2 separate regions of the Ovis aries genome follow, and region 1 is linked to region 2. The links are chromatin contacts, called in public Hi-C maps. All regions are on one chromosome and are shown on one strand. The core of a region is the stretch at or near the end of the contact, and the rest is flanking DNA. Distances in the headings are between cores, read along the strand shown. Region 1 holds the start of ZNRF2 (zinc and ring finger 2). Region 2 holds the start of NOD1 (nucleotide binding oligomerization domain containing 1).

Evidence for each region. Hi-C and Micro-C count contacts between places; a contact is called where the count stands out from the background.
Region 1: a Hi-C map of mixed tissues shows a contact between it and region 2, with 2.4 times the contacts expected there. The contact joins the promoter of ZNRF2 here to the promoter of NOD1 in region 2. A contact is called at or near these places in 2 of 16 Hi-C or Micro-C datasets (liver and mixed tissues).

The regions. Positions count from the first base shown.
Region 1 is chr4:67,588,563-67,592,781 of ARS-UI_Ramb_v3.0, forward strand. It overlaps ZNRF2 (zinc and ring finger 2), which reads right to left and starts at 1,574. Exons shown (of 6, transcript XM_060414779.1): 1 at 652-1,574. The coding sequence starts at 1,105. It overlaps LOC121819405 (a long non-coding RNA gene), which reads left to right and starts at 517. Exons shown (of 2, transcript XR_006059637.2): 1 at 517-1,035; 2 at 2,073-4,219.
Region 2 is chr4:67,354,346-67,358,709 of ARS-UI_Ramb_v3.0, forward strand. NOD1 (nucleotide binding oligomerization domain containing 1) reads left to right here and starts at 1,610. Exons shown (of 14, transcript XM_042248630.2): 1 at 1,610-2,085.

The DNA.
Region 1 (4,219 bases), core at 324-2,823, 230 kb after region 2:
TTTTTTAATGCTCTGTCCAAATAAAGCAGAACTCACATTAATCATTATCTAAAGTAGCAGTTTACTGAGGTTAAAAACATACTTTTTATTAACACATTCACCTAATTAAAGCATACACAGTAGGTGGGACTACTGACACAAGACATGAGAATTACAGCTCTACAATAAGTTACTCCAAAAGCGGTAACTCTTGTTCCAAACACTCATCTGTTCATTTGAGACTCTGACTTTTGGCCTTTAAAAACTGCTCACCACTCGAGTCACCAGATACAACTACATTTAGCAACGGGTCCTGACTTCCTGCTACTAAAAACCACAAGCACCAGCTATTGCGCTTGTTTTTAAAACAATATTTGCTCCCTTCACCTCCGGGAGCAAACAAGGGCTTTCTGTATGAGAAAGCCACGAAGAGGTGAGGGTGCACGTGGTGTTCAAAAACCAAACACTAGGGTCCCGCGGTAGCGGCGCTGCAGGGGTTAAGAGGCGCTCTCTCCCTCTCTCTTTCCCTCCCACCCCAAAGAGGGGTGACCCGGCCCGGCCGCGCGGCGAACCCCCGGCGCTCGGGCTGAAGGAGAAAAGGAGAAGGGTAAAAATAAGCGCAGCCGCGGCCCACGTGCCGCCCGCGGGAGGCAGAGAGGGAAAGGGCCGTACCTCCAAACATGTGCGGCGAGAGGTGAGCTGGTAAGGAGCCGATCACCAGGCGCGGCCCTCCAGGACCCCCGCTCGCCGGCCGGTCCCTGCCGCCGCTGCTGCCGCCGTCCTCCGGGCTGCTATGAACCGAGTCCTGCGAGCCGTACGGGCCGCTGCTGCTGTTGGGGATGCTGAAGGTTGACTGCGCCGCCCGGGCCCCCGACGCCACGGTCCCCACGGCCCCGCCGAGGGAGCGGCTGCGCGGGGCCGCCGAGGCCGCCGCGGCGCCGCCGGAGGCGCTGGGCTGGTGCGCGCTGGGCACCTGAGCCGGAAACCTCCCAGCGGCTGCGGCTCGCGCCCCGCCGCCCGCGGTCCCGTTGGCCCCTCCGCTGCTGCTGCTGGAAGGTAAATCCGAGCCCGAGTACGCGCGGGTGCGGCCGTTAGCAGCGGCCGGCCCGCTCTGCTTGGCGCCCATGTCCGCCCTGCCCCGGGCCGGGCCCGCGCACAGTGCCCGGAGCGCCGGGAGGGCGGGAGCGAGCGCAGGAGCGAGAGGGCAGGGCCGAGGCGCGGAGGCCGGCGCAGAAACAAGCCCGCACGTCCAGGGCCGCCGCCCGGCGCCCCAGGGGGCGGTCGGCGCCCGCCGCGCTTTTCTAAGGGATGACGAGCGAGATCGACGGCCTGTCTGGGGACGCAGGAGACGAGGAGAGATGGAGAGGAAGGAGGTCCCGGCTCCCGCGGGCGCCGATCGCTGGCTCCGGCGGGAGGGGCGGCTCAGGTGGCTGCGCGGCTGCCGCTGCTTTCGGTTCTGGTGCGCCGCGACGGGCCGCTGCCGCTCTCTGCCGCCGCCGCTGCGCTCTGCGCCCGGGCCCTCGGCACCGCCTCCTCCCGGGCGGCCGCCGCTACCGCCGCCATCCTCCTGCTCCCACGGCGGCTCGCGGGTGAGTGGGAGGTGCCCGCCCAGACTCCGCTGGGGCCACCTTCCCTCCTCCCCCAGCCACCCAGCTGTTATTAACTGAGAAGGAGGAAAAACGGGTGGCGCGGGAGGAGAGGACGCAGGAGGAGAGGGAGGGGCAGCGCGCGCTTCCCGGCAACCGTCACCGCGCTCCCCCAGAGAAGGAGGGGCGGGGGGGTGGGTAGGGTCTGGACCACGAGGTGGGGGTGCTCAGAAGGGAAGGAGGCACTGCGGCCCTCGCACCGGAAGGCGGAGGAGCAGCGCGGCCCCAGGGTGCGCCCGAACCCATGTGTTTGGGTCGCGCACGGTGACCCCGCCCCTGCCCCCTGGCGCTGCCGGGCGGATTGGCTCCCACCAGCCTGGCCCCGCCTCCCCCCTCGCCGCGGCCTTCCCGCTCCCGCCCTGTCTCGCCTAGGTGCCTTGGTGGGGTAGGTGCTGCCACCCGCGGATTCGGTGATGGACAGGTCTCTGACCCCGCCCTCCCCTGCAGGGCGCGCCCCCTCTCCACCGCGGGGCCTGCGCTGATTGGAGCGACGGAGCTCCTCCGGGGGCCAACCAGAAGACGACCCCTCCTCCTGCACGTGTCCCTCGGACGCTGGACCTGACAGTGGGCAGTCTTCACCTTTTACAGCTGGGGCTGGGTTCGTCTCGGTCCTGTGTCCCTAGCCATTGCGTTTGAATGGGTTTCGACCTTCCTCCTTGATGTTACTTCGAGTGCGTGTTTTAAGTAAAGCAGAAGCTCACCAATCTGATAATAAAAGACTGAAAACAAAAGAAAGAACCTAGGAGGCTGAAGGCAGCTTGATCTGAATTAGATCTATCCCATTTAAACACTCCGACTGCGGAGAAAGCAGAGTTGATAGAACTAAAGATAATCCAACATGATTTTCAGCTGTAGAGCAAAAACTGTGGCACGGAGACAGCTGCAACCGATTCATAAGACCTGGGGTCTATCTAGGTCTGGGACCAAAACGAGGTGTAAGCAATCATTTTACCTTTGTGGACGTTAGTTTCCTTACCTGGGATGTTTGTATCAAATCGCCACAGCACCTGCTGCTTTAAAACCCTGTACTTTCTCTAAAATGTCAATTACTACTAGGTTGGTGCAAACGCAATTGCGGTTTTTGCATTGTTTAAAGTTTCCATTTGATATTGCAATACTTTCTTAAATATGGTTGTGCTGTACATCTTTCAATGCACATTTCTTGCTTTATGTTTTTGGCTGACTTATTACTTGTTTATATTTATTTCAACTATGGAAATGATGTTAGAGAAAAAGCAAATTCAAGCGATTTTTCTATTCAAGTTCGCAGAGACAACTCACAACAACACATTTGGCCCAGGAGCTGCTTACAAATGTACAGTGCAGTGGTGGTTCAAGAAGTTTTACAGACTAGATAAAAGCCTGAAGATAAACATAGTGGCTGCCCATGGAAAGTTGACAGTAACCAACTGAGAGGCTTACAACTACATGAGAAGTTGCCCAAGAATTGAACATCAACCATTCTATAGTTGCTCAGCATCTGAAGCAAATTTGAAAGGTGAAACGCTTGAGAAGTGAGTGCATCTTGAGCTGACTGAAAATGAAAAAAAAATCATCATTTTGAAGGGTCGTCTTCTCTTTTTCTACATTAGGTTCTTCTCTTATTCTCTATCGGATTGTGATATGCGACAACAAGTGGATTTTATATGAGAACCAGTGATGACCAGTTCAGTGGTTGGACCGAGAAGAAGCTTCAAAGCACTTCCCAAAGCAAACTTGCACCCAGAAAAGATTATGGTCACTGATAGGTGGTCTGTTGCCAGTCGGATCCACTACAACTTTGTGAATCCCAGCAAAACCAACACATCTGAGAAGTATGTTCAGCAAATCAATGAGATGCACCAAACGCAGCAACTCCTGCAGCTGACATTGATCAACAGAAAGGGCCCAGTTCTCCTCCTTGACAACACCTGACTGCACATCACACAACCAACACTTCAAAAGCTGAACAAATGGGCTACGAAGTTTTGCATCATCCACCATATTCACCTGACCTCTCATCAACCGACTACCACTTCTCAAGCATCTCGAAAACTTTTTGCAGGGAAAATGCTTCCAGAGCCAGCAGAAGGCAGGAAATGCTTTCCAAGAGTTCATCGAATCCCTAAGTATTGATTTTGATACTACAGGGATAAACAAACTTATTTCTTGTCGGAAAAAATTATTGATTATAATGGTTCCTATTTTAATTAATAAAGATGGGCTTGAGCCCAGTTATGATGATTTAAAATTCACGGTCTGAAACCACAATTATATTTGCATCAACCTTCCAGGAAAACATCTACTTCTGCTTTATTGACTATCCCAAAGCCTTTGACTGTGTGGATTACAATAAACTGTGGAAAATTCTGAAAAAGATGGAAATACCAGACCACCTTACCTGCCTCTTGAGAAACCTATATGCAGGTCAGGAAGCAACAGTTAGAACTGGACATGGAACAACAGACTGGTTCCAAATAGGAAAAGGAGTACGTCAAGGCTGTATATTGTCACCCTGCTTATTTAACTTATATGCAGAGTACATCATGAGAAATGCTGGACTGGAAGAAGCACAAGCTGGAATCAAGATTGCTGGGAGAAATATCAATAACCTC
Region 2 (4,364 bases), core at 360-2,859:
TAGCTTTTCTTCCAAGGAGCAAGTGTCTTTTAATTTCATGGCTGCAGTCACCATCTGCAGTGATTTTGGAGACCCCTCAAAATAAAGTCTCTCACTGTTTCCCCATCTATTTGCCATGAAGAGATGGGACCAGCAGCCATGATCTTAGTTTTCTGAATGTTGAGTTTTAAGCCAACTTTTTCACTCTAGCAAATTTACAACTATCCCCAAATAAAAAGTTTGATTAAAAGTAAAAATAACTATAAATGAATTTTTGAAGCAGCAGAATCAGCAGAGAACAGGAGACTATTAAACATGCCCAATAAAATTAGAAATAAGACCAAAATACTCTTGGAAAATAAATATTGTTGAAATTAAGAACTTAAGTGGATGATGTATTGGTTGCCTATTGCTGTTGTAATGAGTTGCCACAAATTTAGTGGCCTAGAGCAACACAGTTTTTATTATGGTTCTGGAGTTCAATAGTCTAAAATGGGTCTCACTGGGCTGAAATCAAAGTGTCAGCAGGACTGTATTCCTTCTGGAGCCCTGCTAGAGAACCCATTTCCTTGTTTTCTGCAGCTTCTAGAAGCCACTCTCAATTTCTTGGCTCATAGCTCCATTCTTCCTCTTCAAAACCAGCAACATCAGAGCCAGTCCTTCTCAAGTTGCTCTCTCTTTTAGCTCTCCTTCTTGGCCTCCCTCTTCCATTTATAAGGACTCCTGTGATTGCATCCAGCCCATACCAATAGACCATGATTAATCTTTCCATCTCAAGGTCAGCTGATTTGCACCCTTAATTCCATCTGCTACTTTAATTCTCCTTTGCCATATTCATAGGTTCCAGGTGTAGGACTTGAACATTATAGGGGGCCTGAAGGGACTATTCCACCTAGTGAAGACCAGTAACACAGCAGATTCAAATAACCACAAAAATAATTGATTAATGGAAAGAACTGAAGAAGTTAACTGAAAGTGCAGCCAGAGAAGCAGGATATAGAAAATGTGAGTATTTAAAAGATATGGAAGATAAAATCCAAAATCCTAGAAGAAAGGACAAATTTTGCAATTTTTCTACCGGAAGTTCATGTAAGGATAAATTTACGTGAAGGAAAATTGGTATCTTTAGCGTCTCTATATTAGGTTTGACAAGTTTGCACGTCTCCCACCAGTGTTACCTTTGCAAAGTTTCACTTTTGAGTTATGAACAAACTTCTCAGAAGGCAGCCTTTTTTGGAAATCTAAATATTCATGAGCATATGGGGTTACATGATTGAATGTATTTTATTCAGTGTGAAACTCATTTATAGCATCGTTACGCCTTATGTAGACCTTCTCCATTTACAATGTTTTAAAAAACACATCTTACTGGGAAATGTATTAGCTAGCATGTTACAAACTCCCTGACAGGTCATCACAGTGTTAACAGTATACAATGTACACCGCCAAGAAGAGATTTAAGGGCAGGAAGAAAACCTTAGATTTTTTAAAAGTCCATATCGAAGTATATGCTCTGTCGTAAAGGTTTGATTGTTTGGAGCTGCTTTTCATCCGGGAGCAAGTGTCACGTGTTAACAGGAGTTTCACGCGGGAGCGCGTGTTCTAACAGGCGTTTCCACCGTCGTGCTTTGAAGCAGCTGCCTCTGGTTGCGGACTCCGGGCTAGCACTTCTAGCGGGACAGGCCTGAGCTCGCAGCGGAAGGGACCGAGCTGGCACCACCAGTAGGCGCTGGGTCACCTCTGGCGAGCTCTCAGGCCTACCCGCGCAGTGGCCTGGCCACTCTGCTGGGGCAGGGACTGCCCCTCCAGGCTGCCCAGGGCCACCTTCTGCGCGCAGCCGCTCCGGGCCGCCCGCGTCCGCCTCGCTCGCCTCGGCCTTTTCGCGCAGGCCGCGGAGGTTCGGGGCGCGGCCGTCGTTACGGCCGTGACAGTTCGCGTTCCCGCCCGCGCGGCGGCTGTTCCTTCCCTGCAGCGGGTGAAGTTGCCGCGCCGCGCGCTCCGGGGTCGGCGCTCCCCAACCTCCGAGTTCCCGCCCGCGCGCTCCCGGCGCACCCGACTCCAGCTCTGGCTCCCCAGTACCGCGAGGTCTCCACACCTGGCTACCAAGTAAGTCCCAGCGCCAGGGGGTGGGTCGCTCGGGGCACACGTTTTCTGGGGGTCCTGGGCGCCGCGGCGGAGGAGGCGGCGCGGAGAGGCGGCGTCCTGCGAGCGGGAGGAATTCAAAGCTGCGCTGGAAGAGCTCCGGGTGGATCAAGGAGGAGAAGAAACCCGGTGTTTGTGGAACCACGAAAGTTCAGGGGGGTGAACTTCAGCGTTAGGGGAATCGTTTATCCCATGGTGGTCCAGACAGAGCATCTCAGTCCTGCCTGCACTGTAGAATCACCTGGGGTGCTTGTAAAATTCAGATGCCCAGGCTGGATCCATCAGAACCCCTGGGGCAGTGGAGGGGGTGGGGGTCTGTATCGTTTACACTTCTCAGCTGATTCCACTGTGTGGGCAGAGTTGAGCACCAACGACCAGAGTGGTTGCCAAGAGAGGGTGGAAAGGCGGGCAGGGGCTTTGATAAGAGTCCAGCCTGCGACAGATCCGGCTGTACCCAGTGTCCCGCGTGGCCCTGGGGAAGGGGCAGTGGCCCTCCCTCTGGTTTCCCGAGACGCAGAGAGGGGAAGTGAGACAAGACTTGGCAGCTTCGCCGGAATACTGCCTGAGCTATGCACACAGTCTTTTGGCATATTGTGAAACACAGAAGCTTTGCCAGATCATGATGCCTCGCTGGTTCTGCTTTCTGGGAAATGCCTCTGTTACTGTCATTTAAAGTTAAATGAAGGGAAGCCAGTAAACCCGTTGACAGCTTCTGGGATTTCTGCTTTAAGGGTGAAGTTAGGTGTGCTTCGGAGAAGGCAATGGCACCCCACTCCAGTACTCTTGCCTGGAGAATCCCATGGACAGAGGAGCCTGGTAGGCTGCAGTCCATGGGGTCGCTGAGAGTCGGACACGTCTGAGCGACTTGAATTTCACTTTTCACTTTTCACTTTCATGAATTGGAGAAGGAAATGGCAGCCCACCCCAGTGTTCTTGCCTGGAGAATCCCAGGGACGGGGGAGCCTGGTGGGCTGGCGTCTGTGGGGTCGCACAGAGTCGGCCACAACTGAAGCGACTTAGCAGCAGCAAGTGCGCTTGCTGCAGGGTCGGGTTTGTATCTGCTAAAAGCCTCCTATCTGAGACTTCCGTATCCAAGGAACTTGGATATTAGGAGTGCACAAAATTTACCCTCTTAGCACCCAAGGGTATGTGCTGGGGGCAGAAAGCGCTAATATCAGCAACCAGGGCCCCTGGACAAGACACAGATTTCTACTGCATGTGTGGGGCAAATAAGAAAGGTGGATTTGAAATAAACAACAGCCTAGGAGAAGAGAGGGCTTCTAGAGGGTCCAAGAAGAGTGGATTGTGGTTTTGCATAATGAAGAGGTTTAAATTCAAGCTTTGGAGCCCATCAAACCCTGGCCCAAATTCAGATTCTGTCACTTCTGTGATACTTGCATGATCTCCCTGAACCCCTATTTTCTTTCTTGTGAAGTGGGAAAAATAGTAGCTCTGTCCTGAATGAGATAATGTGTATCAAATGCCTGGCAGGCCAGGTTGCTGCTCCATCAGTAGCAGTTATTAGCCACTGTAGTGGTGATTTGTGTTCAACAGTTGTTTACTTAGTACAGCCGCAGTGAAGAGAGTGTGCAGCAGTTGTCTCCCTTGAAACTCCATTCCCTTTTTCTTTTCCTGCCTTGCTCTGGAGAGGGGTTTGTACTCCTCCTCGGTCACTGTGTAGTTTAAGGTCTGGAATTTCAGGCCACCAGCCTGTTGCTCAGTAGGGCTTATTAATGGCTCTGGAATACAGTTTTACTCCACGTGATAGGAATGACAAAGTGGTCCTTAAGTTTGAGACTTCCTCTATTCTACTGCAATATATATATATATATATATATATTTTCACACATGCATATATGTATATACATATATACATATGAGCTCCCCTGTAGCCGGGCCATTTACAGGGTTTCAGAATTGACATGGGCACATACACGTGACTTTTGTGCTGTCAGCATCCTTGGGCTGTGCCCCAGTCGTACCTGTTTTGCTACTAACTCTTGGCCTAGGGACAATGAATCCTTCTTAGATGAACAAGAAGTCAGAAATTTGGGGAAGGGAAAACCTACATCCTGCAGTTGGCAGTGGGGGCATCCTGAATCTTTCACCTTAGTTCCACTGTGTGTGTGGATCTTCTGACAGTAACAGCAGCACTGTTTATTTTAGATTAAACAGTAAAAATACTATAAATAATGATTTAATGTTGATATAAAAATCAAGTGCTTTTACAGCACTGTCCCTGA